2 separate regions of the Mus musculus genome follow, and region 1 is linked to region 2. The links are chromatin contacts, called in public promoter capture Hi-C maps. All regions are on one chromosome and are shown on one strand. Each heading gives the region's core, a stretch centred on a gene start, on an enhancer-like site or on the middle of the called end of the contact. The rest is flanking DNA. Distances are from core to core; before and after follow the strand shown.

Region 1 (6,612 bases), core at 2,031-4,530, 370 kb after region 2:
TGCGTGTATGTATTTATGATACTTGAGACTGAGTTCAGGATGCTAGACTTCCGTCGTAAGCTCGCTCTCACTTGGCAATGCCCCAGTTTCTTTTCTGTTTGCTTTCGAGACAGAGTTACATGGAGCTGCCCAGGCTGTCCTCCAGTTTGGGATCCTTTGTATTTCAGCCTCCTGAATTCTGGGAGCGGTGGGGGTGGCTGCAACTTTGGACGGTGAGTAATTTTGGAGGGTGCTCACTAGCTGACTTGTGGTAATGCACAGTTACAGCAAAACCCTTTGAACATTTTATGCTAAAACACCCCAATGAGGCTGTTTTTTTTTTTTTTCTTTACAAAGTAACCTGAGGAAAAGGAGTTTGGTGGGGTGCAGCTCTGGCTCAGGACGGTGGGTGCTCTGATTTGAACATTCTTTTTGCAATCCTTTGCCATATTTTCTTATGTTTTCGTTGAGACAGGGTCTCTCTACATAGCTTTGGCTGTCCTGGAACTCACTATGTAGACTACTCTAGTCTTGAAATCACAGAGGTTTGCTTGTCTCCAGAGTGCTGGGATTAAAGTCATGTACCTCTGCTGCATTTCTGGTTGCTAGAATGACCTACACTCTCTGTACTAGAGAGCATTAACTCTCTTGTCTCAAAGAGAGCTCACCTAATGAATTCTCCCCTTCCCTCTACTTTTAGCCGGCTCCGCGCCCTGGTACCTCCAATGCAGCCGGACCTCCTGTTTCTGTTTCATTTTTCTGGACTCTCATTCAAAGTGGTTTTTTTTAAAATGTCTTTTTATCGGGCATAGTGAAAATAAGACTTCAGCCTTTCCTATTTATTTCTGCAGAGAAATGCCTGTCCCCTCTTTAAGTTTCTTTGGTATTTATAATCTAGACTGCCTTTTCGGCACCTATTTACTGCCTTGGGTTATTTTCTTCTCATGTGTGTCTCCTCAACAGAGTGTGAATTTCCTCGGGATAGGAATTAGGTCACATTCATCTCTGTGTCTCCCCAGGCACTTAATAAAACACCTCACTTTCATAGTCTTTCCAAGGCGCTTTCTCAGCCGTTATCTCATTTGATCGTTATGCCAATGCTAAGAGATTGGAGTAACAAGAAATATGTTGTCTCCCCCCCCACACCTCCCACAGGAAGGAGAGCTGTAGCCCAAGGTCTCATGGCTTGGAAGGGACAAAGAGGGAAGAGATAATTGCACACGGAGCTCTGTCCGCAAGGTGTCTGTCCACTGCTATCTTCCCCATCTTCCTCTGGAAGGCAGCCTTCTGAGCCTTCCCTGCTCAGGGCCTCGCGTGCTTTCGAGCCTCTTAGCCAGAGCTTTGTAGTTCAGTATTTAAGAACCTGAAGACTTGGGAGATGAAATTTCAGTAAATCTCTGATCAGCTGAAAATCACCAAAGCATGCTTGCTATTTTGTTCTGAGCACGGTTCGTGCGTAAGCCTGGCATTTAATGAGGCTGCATTGAAGAATTGAGGAAGCATAAGTGATTTTTAAAAGCTTTGAAAAGTGACTGCACTCTAGCATTAAACATGGAACATGGCAGCTGATGCCCTGACCAAGGGCATAAAAGCTTTCTGCCCTAGAATCATTTCTCTGTGTATTCAAATACAAGTCTCCTCCTCCTCCTTCCTTTTCTTTTTTCTTTCTTTCTTTCTTTTTTTTTTTCTTTCTCTCTTCTCCTTCTCCTTCTTCTCCTCCTCCTCCTCTTCCTCCTTTCTCTTCTCTTCTCTCTCTCTCTCTCTCTCTCTCTCTCTCTCTCTCTCTCTCTCTCTCTCACTGATCTTTCTATACAACCCTGGCCTTCCTGGAACACTCTGTGTAGATCAGGCTGTCCTCATCTGCTTACCCCCTACCTCCCAATCACTGGGGTTAAAGGCATGAGCCACTACCCTTGGCCCTAGAATGTTCTAAAGCTGTGACCCTTTAATACAGATTCTCATGTTGTGGTGACCCCCAACCATAAATGATTTCCATTACTTACTTCATAACTGTAATTTTGCTGTTACGAATTGTAAACACCTGTGTTCTCCAGTGGCCTTAGGTGACCCCTGTAGGGTCGTTCAACCAACCAAAGGGGTCTCGACCACAGGTTGAGAACTGCTGTTCTAAGGAAAAGCCAAACAGCTCCATTTCCTAGCACTTTTGCTCCATCCTATCAGTTTGTTCTCTGATGCAAGCGATCTAATCACTGGGCTAGGGAGATGGCTCAACCATCCCTCTTCAAGTAAACCTGGGTTGGATTCTCCACACTTATATGGTGGTAACTGTAACCGGTTCCAGAGGATCCCACAGCAGTAAGCATACAAGTGGTTCACAGACATATGTGCCAGTCAAACACCCACACACGTAAACAACAGTAAAATAAATAAAAACGTATAAAGAGCTCTAATAACCTTGAAGCAGTTTATTTAAGACTTTTATTTTTTTAGATGGGCAACTTCAGCATAGTGCCCGGGCCTAGCTTTGAACTCTCGATCTTCCTAACTCAACCTCCTGAGTAGGTGTGGTGAAGGATTAACAGTACAGCTAAACATCTTATTTTCCAAAAGAAGTCACTTCCTGATTGGGTACCCTTAGTTTTACAAAACCAGTGTAGGCATAAGTAGGAGTGAAGGAAGGATGATGGGAAATAAGGGATGTGGGAATGGGGCAGGGCAGTTAACGCGGCTCAATGGGTAAAGGAGCTTGCTACCAAGCCTATGATGTCTCACTCCCAGAATGTCTTCTGACCTCCACAGCACACGTAGGACACACAGTAAATAAAACGTGACTTTAAAAAAAAACAGAGGGAGCGCGGAGGAGGCGAGGTAGGTTAAGAAATTCAAGAGGTGAGGCTGGAGCAACGTAGTAAAAGGATCTGAGTTCAAGTCCCAGAACCCAAAATCTGGCAGCTCACAAGCACCTGTAACATCGGCTCAAAGGGCTCTGGCTCCCTCTTCCGGCCTCCGTGGACACCGCCCACATATGGCGCATGCGCTCGCCCACATCGATAAATAAAAACAAACCAGTGGGGGTGTAGTGGCGTGCACCTTTCCTCTCATCAATCGGGAGGCCGAGACAGGACGATCTCTGATACCAACAACACATTGGCTCGACCTCCGAGCACCACAGTGGCAGGCCTAAGCTTCCGAGCTGGGCCGCCACCTCTATATAACCTTCCGTGCCTAGTCTTCCCCTTTGTTAAATGGGTGAAGTTCCGACTTCCAGGATCCGAGCCGCTACCGCGACAGTTGCGCTGAGCGCGCGCTCCCGGGGCGGGGCTGCGCCAGGCGGGAACGGAGGCCCCGCCCCGTCCTGTGCCCGGCTGATTTAAGACCCAGTTGTTTCTACGCTGGCGGCAGCGCCTTTCCCGGGCAGGCCCCGGCCTTAGCGCTCCGGCGGCGAGCCGTGCAGGTTAGCGCTCGACGACCGCGAGCTTGCGGCGAGGCCGCGCTCGCCCTTTAGGACTCCTTGGCGACCCAGACGGTAGGTCGGCGCCGGAGAGCGCGTCTGCATCTTGATTATCTCCGGCCTTGTAAGGGTCACCTCTTGTGAAAACAGTCAGGACGATCAATCTGCGTCCAGCACAGCGTGCAGGGGAACGGCTGGAGGGCTCGAAGCACGCCTGCGTCAGAGTTCGGCGCTCTGCGCTCCTGCGCGTGGGACCCCGGCTGCCTGCGCAGGGTGGGGGTGAAGCCTAAGGTCACGTCCTGTGGGCGGCTCCGCTGAGGACCCCTGGGCGGTTGAAACCCTCGTGGCTGGGTGCCTAACTGGCCTGCAAAACTTTATTTGTAGGTGTAGTTCAACAACATTCTGAGTTGGTAAAACGGAACTTACTGGTAAAACATAACTAAATAGCTTTTGTTGACAAGTCGATTGTTATTAATTCTTGATGCTTCATGCAAGGCAAGAACCGTTATCGCGGCTTTGCAGGTGGAACACTGTTGGCACCTGAAAAAGGAGCATTTCACATAAACTCACACAGAAAACATGGGGGGCGGGGCGGAGCCACAAATTAATGTCTCGAATTGCGCCTCCTCAGCTGATTCCTCTAGACCACGCTACAAAACAAACGGCTAGTTGCTTTCATGTGACTCATAAAAGGAGCGAATAAACCAATGTTCTGTGGACGTGAAGCGTTAAGTACTAATAAGCTTCAGACTCGGGGCTGCCTCGGGCTCAGCTGCCATTTGGAGGAGTGGGTAAAGCAATAAGGGAAAGAATGGGCAGGCAATGTTTGTGTTGCTGTTGAGTTTCTCATTGCTCTCTGTTGATGACATTCTTTTCAAGGTGCTCCAGGTTCTGGCAAAACACCTATCTGTATAGCTATGTCCCCACACTAACCACTGCAGTGCATTGTTACTGGAAAAGCTGTTGTAGTTCAAGTGTCTGTCGCTCTTGCTCCCAGACAGATAGCTCTTTCATGAGATGACACTGACAGAGAAGCACCAGAAAGAAACTGTGATATTCCACAGTTGAGCTATAAAGGGGGCAAAAGGTATACTGGGACCCACACCCCTTAGTTTACTGGGAACACGACAGACAGCAACAGTTTGTAGCTCCAGCAAAATGGTAACGGTAGGAAGACGCCTTCCATTAGAACTTAGTGGATTTGGGTGGTGTACTGGCTGGTTTTGTGTCAACCTGACAGCTGGAGTTATCACAGAGAAAGGAGCTTCAGTTGAGGAAATGCCTCTATGAGATCCAACTGCAAGGCATTTTCTCAATTAGTGATCAAGGGGGAAAGGCCCCTTGTGGGTGGGACCATCTCTGGGCTGGTAATCTTGATTCTATAAGAGAGCAGGCTGAGCAAGCCAGGGAAAGCAAGCCAGTAAAGAACATCCCTCCATGGCCTCTGCATCAGCTTTCTGACCTGCTTGAGTTCCAGTCCTGACTTCCTTTAGTGATGAACAGCAGTTTGGAAGTGTAAGCTGAATAAACCCTTTCCTCCCCAACTTGCTGCTTGAGTTCCAGTCCTGACTTCCTTTAGTGATGAACAGCAATGTGGAAGTGTAAGCTGAATAAACCCTTTCCTCCACAACTTGCTTCTTGGTCATGATGTTTGCGCAGGAATAGAAACCCTAAGACAGGCGGGTAGGGGTGAAGTAGGAGTGGTTCTGTTTAGAGTCATACTTTGGACAGCTTGGGAGAGATTTTGTTCTTGGAATGGAAGGTATTCTGGTATTTATTTGTAAGTTTTCCATAAAATGCTAAAGAATTTGGGGACCCTGATGTCTGATATAGCCCTGCTCTATAAGAAACATCTCTGAGCCAGATGTGATGGCATGAACTTTTAATCCTGGCACCCAGGAGGAAGAGGGTCAAGGTTCTAGGCTTGACTCTGGCACAGAATTTGAGCCCAGAGTTGGCTTGTGAGACTGCCTAAGGTAGCTTGAGCAGCAGCCAGGGGTTTGTTCAACTTGCATTTTCTCCCATTTGTTTCCATACAGATAATACCAAGAAAACGAGATGGCGTCTGGAGATTTCTGTGCACCTGGAGAAGGTGTAGAAATGCTGCTGCAAGGTAAGGGGAGTGTCCTGGTTAGGGTCTCATTGCTGTGAAGAGACACCATGACCAAGGCAACTCTTATAAAGAAAAACATTTAACCGGAGTGGCTTACAGTTTCAGTCCATTATCATCATGGTGGGAAGCATGGCAGCATGCAGGCAGACATGGGGCGGGAGTTGGGAGTTGCTCAGAGTTCTACCTCTTGATCTGCAGGCGGCAGCAGGAGACTGTGTCTCACACTGGACATAGCTTGAGTATATATAAGACCTCAAAGTCCGCCTCCACAGTGACACACTTCCGTAAGGCCACACCTCCTAATGGTGCCACTCCCTATGGCCAAGCATTCAAACACATGAGCCTATGGGGGCCATACCTATTCACCCCCACCACCTGCAAAAAAAAAAAAAAAGGCCTGGTGACTTTCCCAGAGGTCTCGTCCAGATCCTTGCTTCCTGAGATGACAGAGGTTCACAAGGCCCACTAGAACGGTTTCACTCACAGCACCCGGTTCTGAGGAAAGTAGAATCTAGGAGTTTTTGGGGCACTCTAATAAGAAGCAGGTTGGACCAACTCTTCATACTGATTCAGTACCTGTTACTGCAATAGATGCATCGTGGCAGTCTGTTGCCAAGGTAAGGGTGGCTAGCTTGTCCCTTTTGTGTTTGTTTGTTTTTGTTTTTCGAGACAGGGTTTCTCTGTGTAGCCCTGTCTGTCCTGGAACTCACTCTGTAACCAGGCTGGCCTCGAACTCAGAAATCCGCCTGCCTCTGCCTCCTGAGTGCTGGGATTAAAGGTGTTCACCCCCATACCCGGCCAAAAAGATTTATATCTTATTCTGTAAAATGACTTTAGACATAATAATCCAAAGCATAAATGTGTATGAGTGTGTGTGTGTGTGTGTGTATGAGTGTGTGTGTGTGTGTGTGTGTGTGTGTGTGTGGTAGATAATGGTAAAAGATGTCAGCAGAGCCCCCTGGGAGAGAGATGGGGTAACCAAAGGACACCGACCTCTCCATGATCTTTCTCTCATACCTGTGCTGCCGGCAAGGGTTACCCTGCTCTGCTTCTCAACAGTCCGTTAATCTCTCTTACCTTTCTCAGCCTTGCTTGAGTGAATGAGCGA
Region 2 (6,825 bases), core at 4,202-6,701:
CACCTGTCTTAATAAACACTGGCCTTCTCTTCAGCCTCTTGGGCCGCCATCCCCTTTTGTTGGCTAAACCCAGCCATTTTGAGCATGACTTCTCCTTGCTGTCCATTACCACCCCCAATTTCCCTTTGCCTTCTCACTTTGCCACCCTGTTCCCATCCCTGTCCCCAGATTTTCCCTGACCTCTTCCTGGGATGAGAAGGCAGCTCTCGCCCTACCATGCTACCAGGATATGCCTGAAGGAGTTGTCTGCTTGGGTGGGCAAGAGTGATGGAAGAAGCTGTGGGTGACTGTCTATACTGCACAAATGAGAGTGGAACATGGAGAAGAGGACACTGAGGTCTCTAAGACCCAGCAGGAGGTTTCACTCCTGTTCATAGAGCCCCAGGAACAAAACTCACAACAAGGATAGCTGCTACTCTCCAGCCATAGGGGGCCCATTCAGCTTCTGCACTCTCATGGGGCCCTATTAGCCAGGTGGGTGTGTGTATACTCCAGAAGACAGATTACAAAGACACAGGCCAATCAAGGTCCAGCCTGCAGGGGACGACTGTGCAGAGACCGGCCAGTGTGCTTCCTCCAGGTCTTTCTCTGTTTGCCCAGGGACCTTCTGCCCCACCCCAACACACTCATACACACTGTCTCTAGAATAATGTGTGCTGATTTGCATGTGCTTTCCCTCAGAAAATACTCCTGAAGTAACCAAGGGATCAGAAAGTAAACAAAGGGAGCCAGGAATAATGCATATCATACAGGACCGCTGTGGGACAACACAGTCTGGAGGCAGCGGTGTCATGACGACAGAGGGCATTCTCAAAAGTTGGAAGAAACTACTTTGGGTGAATCTTAGGGGCCTGGAACAGTGGGAGGCACTGAGAAGAAACCATTGGTGGCCACCGTTAGGACACTTGGGAAGACTAATAAGGCCAGGAGTATCTTTAGCCAGTGTCATACCCATCCTTGCCTCAGTGCTCCCACCCTTGCTCCAGTGCTCCCACCCTTGCTCCAGTGCTCCCACCCATCCTTGCTCCAGTGCTCCCCCCGCCCTGCCCGCCCCCCCCCCCCCCGTGCTCCTGGAAACCATTTCCCTTTATGCATTGCTGGTCTTGTTCCTGTGCACTTGAGTGTGCCAGACTTGGTGCTGAGCCCTAGACACATCCTCTTATTATCCTGACACTAAAACCATGACATGAAACCTAAAATCCTCATGTTGAGGTCGAGGAAAGTGAGACCCAACCCCAATCATCTACTCAGGGTTAGGTAGTTAGAAAAAAAAAACCTGAGCTGGCTTTTCCATTCCAGCCCTCAGTAACTCCAAACATAAGCTTCTAGCATGAGCCAATCCTCAGGTGGCTATGAATGGAAGGAGAGCCCCCAGAGAAAATGTGTTCCTGTTCCCCTGGGAAGAATAATAAGGCCATTAATATCTTCAGCCAGTGCCATACCCATCCTTGCCTCAGTGCTCCCACCCTTGCTCCAGTGCTCCCCCCCCCCCCCGGACTGGCACTGGATGTGTTTCATTTGCACCTGCCTAAAACCACAGGGCATCCCAGTCCTCTTTGGCATCCAGCCCCACTGGCTGGGATCCATTGTTCCAGCTTCCTGTTCCCCAGCCTTTTGTCTGGCACGTGGTCTCAGGTGGCTTGTGGTGTTCCTTAGCAACCCCAAGCCCAGAGTAGGGTCCTTTAGCAGGCAGTGCTGTTTCAAAGAGAAGGATTCCTATAAGTCCCCCCACCCCCCTGCCTCCCAGCACAACCTAGGAAGCAGACCTTGGCCAGTGCAGAACAGGCACTCTTAGGCACAGAAAATGACCCCAGCTTCTTGTCTCAACTGTTGACACTGCAGAATGATCTGGCCTGGATGACGGGGACATTGTTTTTCATAGGAGACATTTGGGGTTTCTTTCTCTGCCTCTGTACCCAACGCCAGAGGAAGCCTCTAGAAAGAAGATGGAATACCCTTCAATTACAGTCTTCCCCAGGGCTGGCTTTCCCCATACCACGATGACTAGGCTGACCCATGAACCTATTCTCTGAGCCACAGGCTCCCACCCAACCCTGCTTGCTCAGCCTGTCCTTATCTCGGTAGAAGCTTTGTGGGACACTTTAGGGTGACTCCCTGCCATGAGAAACATTTTCCAGAGGGTTTCCTCCTGGGGTGACTACTTTTGGAATCCCTGAGTCATTTCAGCTTCCAGGGAATCCTTGAGGGGTGTGGGGGCGGCAATGGGGAGAATGCTGGGGGCGGGAGCAAAGAAAGGTTGGCCCAACATCTGACATGTTGTACCCTCCCAACATGTCTCTACTTGCCTGGCAGCCAACCGGGGCTGGAATTCCTTCCCTGTGCCTCTGGGGAAAGAGGTCAGCACCTGCCAGAAAGGGAAGGAGAAATGTAATGAACGATGTCTTCTATGCTATGCTCAGAAAAGCTCTTGGGGCTTTCTGGGAGTTCAAATACAAGTGTCTGTCTAAAGGGTGATCAAGCCCGTTCCCGCTGCCTTGAGATTTTCGTCTGCTCATGACCTTGGATGCTCCTTTGGCTCATGCTTCCTTGTTGGTAGGAATGTATATGGTATTGTGTGTCCCTGGAGTGAGTGATCTTATTGGTACCAAAAAAGATTAGCTGCCCTGGACCTAAGGGCCTAAAACAGTATGGCATCCACGGAATTGAGTTCATTTCTATTCACCTTCTAAGAAGCCAGGACTCAGGTTATTAAAATATTTAAATCCCCACGTACCTGCTGGTAAGCAGAAGCTGTTCTTGGCAATGGGACAACCCCATCACGCTTTTCTGAGCGACCCAGCAATGGCAAAGATGGAGACCTCTAGAATAGCACTCCCACATTCTGATTTGTAGGTGATAATGGCCCTGGATACAAATTATTTTTTAAAGATTTATTTTTATTATTTTAATTACGTGTATTGGGTGTGTGTGGGGGGGGGCTGTGTACATGGACTCAAGTGCCCACAGAGAGATCCACCTGGAGCCGGGGTTACAGGTAAGTCACCTAATGTAGATGCTGGGAACTGAACTCAGGTCCTTAGGAAGAACAACAGTATGTGCTCTTCCTAACCACTGACCCACCTCTCCAGCACACTAATTATTTTGAATGGGATTGTTAAGTACTGAACAATCAGGCCCAGGAGACTACCTTCCAGGAGAACCCAGTTTGATCTGGGAAACACATGGAGTTATCAGATGAGGAGTGAAAGGACCCAGTTATGGTATCTTTCCAAGGCTAACCCAATTTACCTTCCAAGGCTAACCCAATGTTGCCCTATATTCAAAGCTCCTGTGTTCATTCATCAAATATTTGTTCGCTCATATTTATTGAGCATCTACTGCACACCAGACACTGACATTCTAAGTGCTAGGAATGAAGAGGAAGATAAGAGAGACAGGCCTCTTCCTCCCAGGGCTTACAGTTTAGGAGACAGATGATCAACAATGAGAACGATGCCTTCTGATTATAACATAAAGCACAATGAAGAGAATGAGACCATGCTCCGACATAGGAGGAGCACAGAGCTGCTGTGGGGGTGAGAGACTGGAGAGGGTGGAAAGGCAATGCTAACGGGAAAGGCCTTTTTGGCGTGGTGATGGGAAGGGTCTGGAGGCTCTGACACATTTCAGAAGCAACAGGATAACGTGAATGGAAAACTAGGGGTGAAGAGGGGACTGGGATGCGAGGAGGAGGAGGAGGAGGAGGAGGAGGAGGGAGGAGCATGTGGGTGGGACAAGGAAGGGAAAAGATAGATGAACCCTGCTGGGAAGACTTCCTTCTTTGCTACTCTTTGAATGTGGCCAAACCATGGTGTAAGACCATAGGAGGCTGCTCTCTATACAAGGCATCACCCCCATTCAGCCAGTTTTCTCCAAGCGCTCCCTGAGGCTAGAATTCTTCCTAGTTTGAATACCTGAGTACCTGCAACCTTAAAGGAGAGGGCAGAAGTGGGGGTATATAAATGTCGGAAAGGACCGGACAGTGGTGGGGCATGCCTTTAATCCCAGCACTTGGGAGGCAGAGGCAGGTGAATTTCTGAGTTTGAGACCAACCTGGTCTACAGAGTGAGTTCCAGAAGAATAAAAAAAACCAACCAAGACTGCAGCAAAGGTTCCCATTCCTTCAGCTGAGAACATCTGGTTTTCGTGAAAGTGTTGTTAGAGGAAGAAGGGGCATTTTCCATCTGTGTTCTCCTTGCCAAAGCAACTGTTACACGGGAGGAATTAAAACTGCCGGATGGCTATGACTAGACCAAGGTATCAGAGCTAACAAGCCAGGATTCACTCCCAAGACAGAAGCTGCCCCTACCTAAAGTCATTCCTCAAGCTCTGAGGTCCCCACCCATCTCTCAAACTGCAGCCCTGCCTGGACCTTTCACATCCTTCTGCTTAGCTTCCCCGAAAATTCCTTTTCGTTCTAATGGAGCCTGAGTCTGTTGAAGGTTTCCAGCCAGGGCATGAAGTCTGCCCTCCAGCATCACTGACCAGGGCCAGCACCATTCATCCCGCGTTCATCCTGAAACTTTCACTGAGCCACCCTTAGGTGCCAACTCTCCCTCTCCCTCGGCAGAGGGTTCTAGGTAACCAGGCAGTAAACATTGTCCCCTCGGGTGGTTCTGGGAAAATGCTGTGCTTAAGCTTGTGGAACACTGTGGTGTGGTGGAGCAACAGTGGTCTCAAAGCCTCCAGTTCACAAAGGTCCTTAAGTAAGATTTTATCTGTTCTCTTGTAAAGAGGTTACGACTAAGCTCGTTGTCTGTTTGTGCTTAAAGTGCTCATTTGTTAAACGTAAACACTGGGGAAACATTACAGCTTTGCACCTCTATTTAGCAGCTTGCTTACCAGGACACACTCCCCCCACCCCGCCCCAAATTCTTTTCTTTTGAAGAAGACAGATCTCTCCCAACCCTGAGAAGCTCTGATGTATATCTCCTCGAAGTAAAGGCTAGAGAAGAGGGCGACTGAAGGGAGGCCGCAGGAAGGGGAAAGGAGGCAAGGAGCTGGGGTTTGGCTGAAACTCCCGATTCCAGCCCCTCAGAAAGAGTTTTGTCATCTTCTGCCTACGATCTCTACTCCAGCTGCTCCAGTAGCAGCGAGGGCCAAACCAAAGACAAGAAACAGGCCCGGACTGGCAAAGGAGGCTAAAAGGCGGTGCAACCGGCCAGCCTGGGATCTGGTGCCAGCCGCTAAAGCTTCTTGTTCTCTCCCAAGGGCCAGAATCTTTGTTCAGCACCAGACTCCAAGCCTGTGGCCCTCTGGACCTCCCCGGCTCACCCCCGCAGCCGGTTTGAGCCCCTGCAAAGTCAGCGTGCTCAAACCGCCGGGACCCTAGCGCGCGGCGGAAGCAGCGCGTCCCCTCCCTCGGGAAAGACAGATGTGGGGCTAATGAAAGGGAGGCAGGGAGAGGCGTGGGGCTGGCGGGGGAGAGCGGGGGCGTGTCGGGCAGAGCCGAGCTCCCCGGAGCGCGCGGACCAGACCACCCCGCGGTCTGCTGCGCGGTCCCGAGGAGGAAGGTGCGGGGGAGAGTGGCCGGGCTGGGGCGCGCAGTTTGGCCCGAGGGTCTGGAGCTGAAACTCAACACCGCCTCGGAAAGGATCGTCCCCTTTCCCTACAGCTTCCCCTTCCCCCTTCCTCCCCCTTCTCTTAATCCCCTGGCCCGAGCCCCTCGCGAGAGGAATGGGCCTGCGGGGAGGGGAGGGAGAGCTTGCCGAGGGGGAGCGGGAGCCCGGGCAAGGGAGGGAAGGGGCGCGGAGTGCAAGGGGTGATCGGGGGCCGCGCGCGACCCCGGACCTTTTCTAACCCTCAGTGTCCCCACCTCGACCCTAGGCGAGCCCACAGCACTGCTCCTCCCCTTCTCTGTTCCCTTTTGCTCGGTGCCTTTTTCTTCATTTCCCAAGACACCTGGAGCTTCCCTAAGCTTTGGGACGCGCCGAGGGCCCGGTCCAGGGTGTGTGAGCGGGGACTGGGGCCAGAGGGGTGCCTGGGGCAAAGGGTGGTGCGCGCCCTTGAGCGCTGAGACTGAGAGGTGCCTGGCGGCCACCTCCAAGACCCGGCTGTGTTGAGAAGGAGTGTGGCCGGGAGAGCTCGCCTCGGCGCGGGCCTGGGCAGACAGCCCAGCTCCACCGCCACGCGCTCTTAGGCCTTTTGGCGCCGGCCTTTGCGCTGACTTGAGCGAGTTTGGCGACACGCAGCTCAGTTGTCGCTCCTCCTCCTTCCCCGCGGGTCCCGCCGCAGTGGCCCGGCTGCCACGACCACAGACAGCCCTGGGAGCACCGCTCTGCGCCGCTGGGGGAGGGTTGGCCCCAAGAGTCGCTCGTCCAGCCCAACCACTCAGGCGGCTTCTCCCAGCCCTCGGGGCTAGCCTGAGCTGCTTGGAGAGGCGTCGAAAGCAGCCACAGCTCCTGTCTCTTAGCCTGGGAAGTGAGCTGTGAGCCCATGTGAGTCCAGGAGGCCTCTGCGACTTAAGGCGGCAGCTGTGGGGGCCTGGAGCCCCGAGAGACCCTGGGGGACAATTTAGAGCGCGCCCCTTGGATGAGGTCCCGCAGCGACGCCCAGGCCCGCCTTACTCCTCCTCCTGCTTGGCCAAGCTGCCTCCTATTTGGAAAGTTTTGTGGGTTTTCTTTCTCTTCCTCCAACTTTGGGGGGAGGCATCTATCTCCTCAAGCGCTACAGCTTGGGGTGACCTTCTGACTTGGAGGCCGGGAACCATGGTGTGGGGCAGCCATCGCTGAAGTCAGCGAAACAGAGCCTGGCCTGAAGCAGGCGACGCTGGAGGCCAGAGCCATGGCCATTGCCACGTCGGTGAGTTCACCAGGGAAAGGAGGT

What was found. Promoter capture Hi-C pulls out the DNA fragments that hold promoters and counts their contacts.
Region 1: a promoter capture Hi-C map of cranial neural crest shows a contact between it and region 2. The contact joins the promoter of Haus4 here to the promoter of Efs in region 2. A contact is called at or near these places in 2 of 39 promoter capture datasets (cranial neural crest and maxillary cranial neural crest).

What each region holds. Positions count from the first base shown.
Region 1 is chr14:54,551,029-54,557,640 of GRCm38.p6, reverse strand. It overlaps Haus4 (HAUS augmin-like complex, subunit 4), which reads left to right and starts at 3,280. Exons shown (of 10, transcript NM_145462.2): 1 at 3,280-3,466; 2 at 5,431-5,504. The coding sequence starts at 5,450.
Region 2 is chr14:54,925,414-54,932,238 of GRCm38.p6, reverse strand. Efs (embryonal Fyn-associated substrate) reads left to right here and starts at 5,451. Exons shown (of 6, transcript NM_010112.4): 1 at 5,451-6,801. The coding sequence starts at 6,784.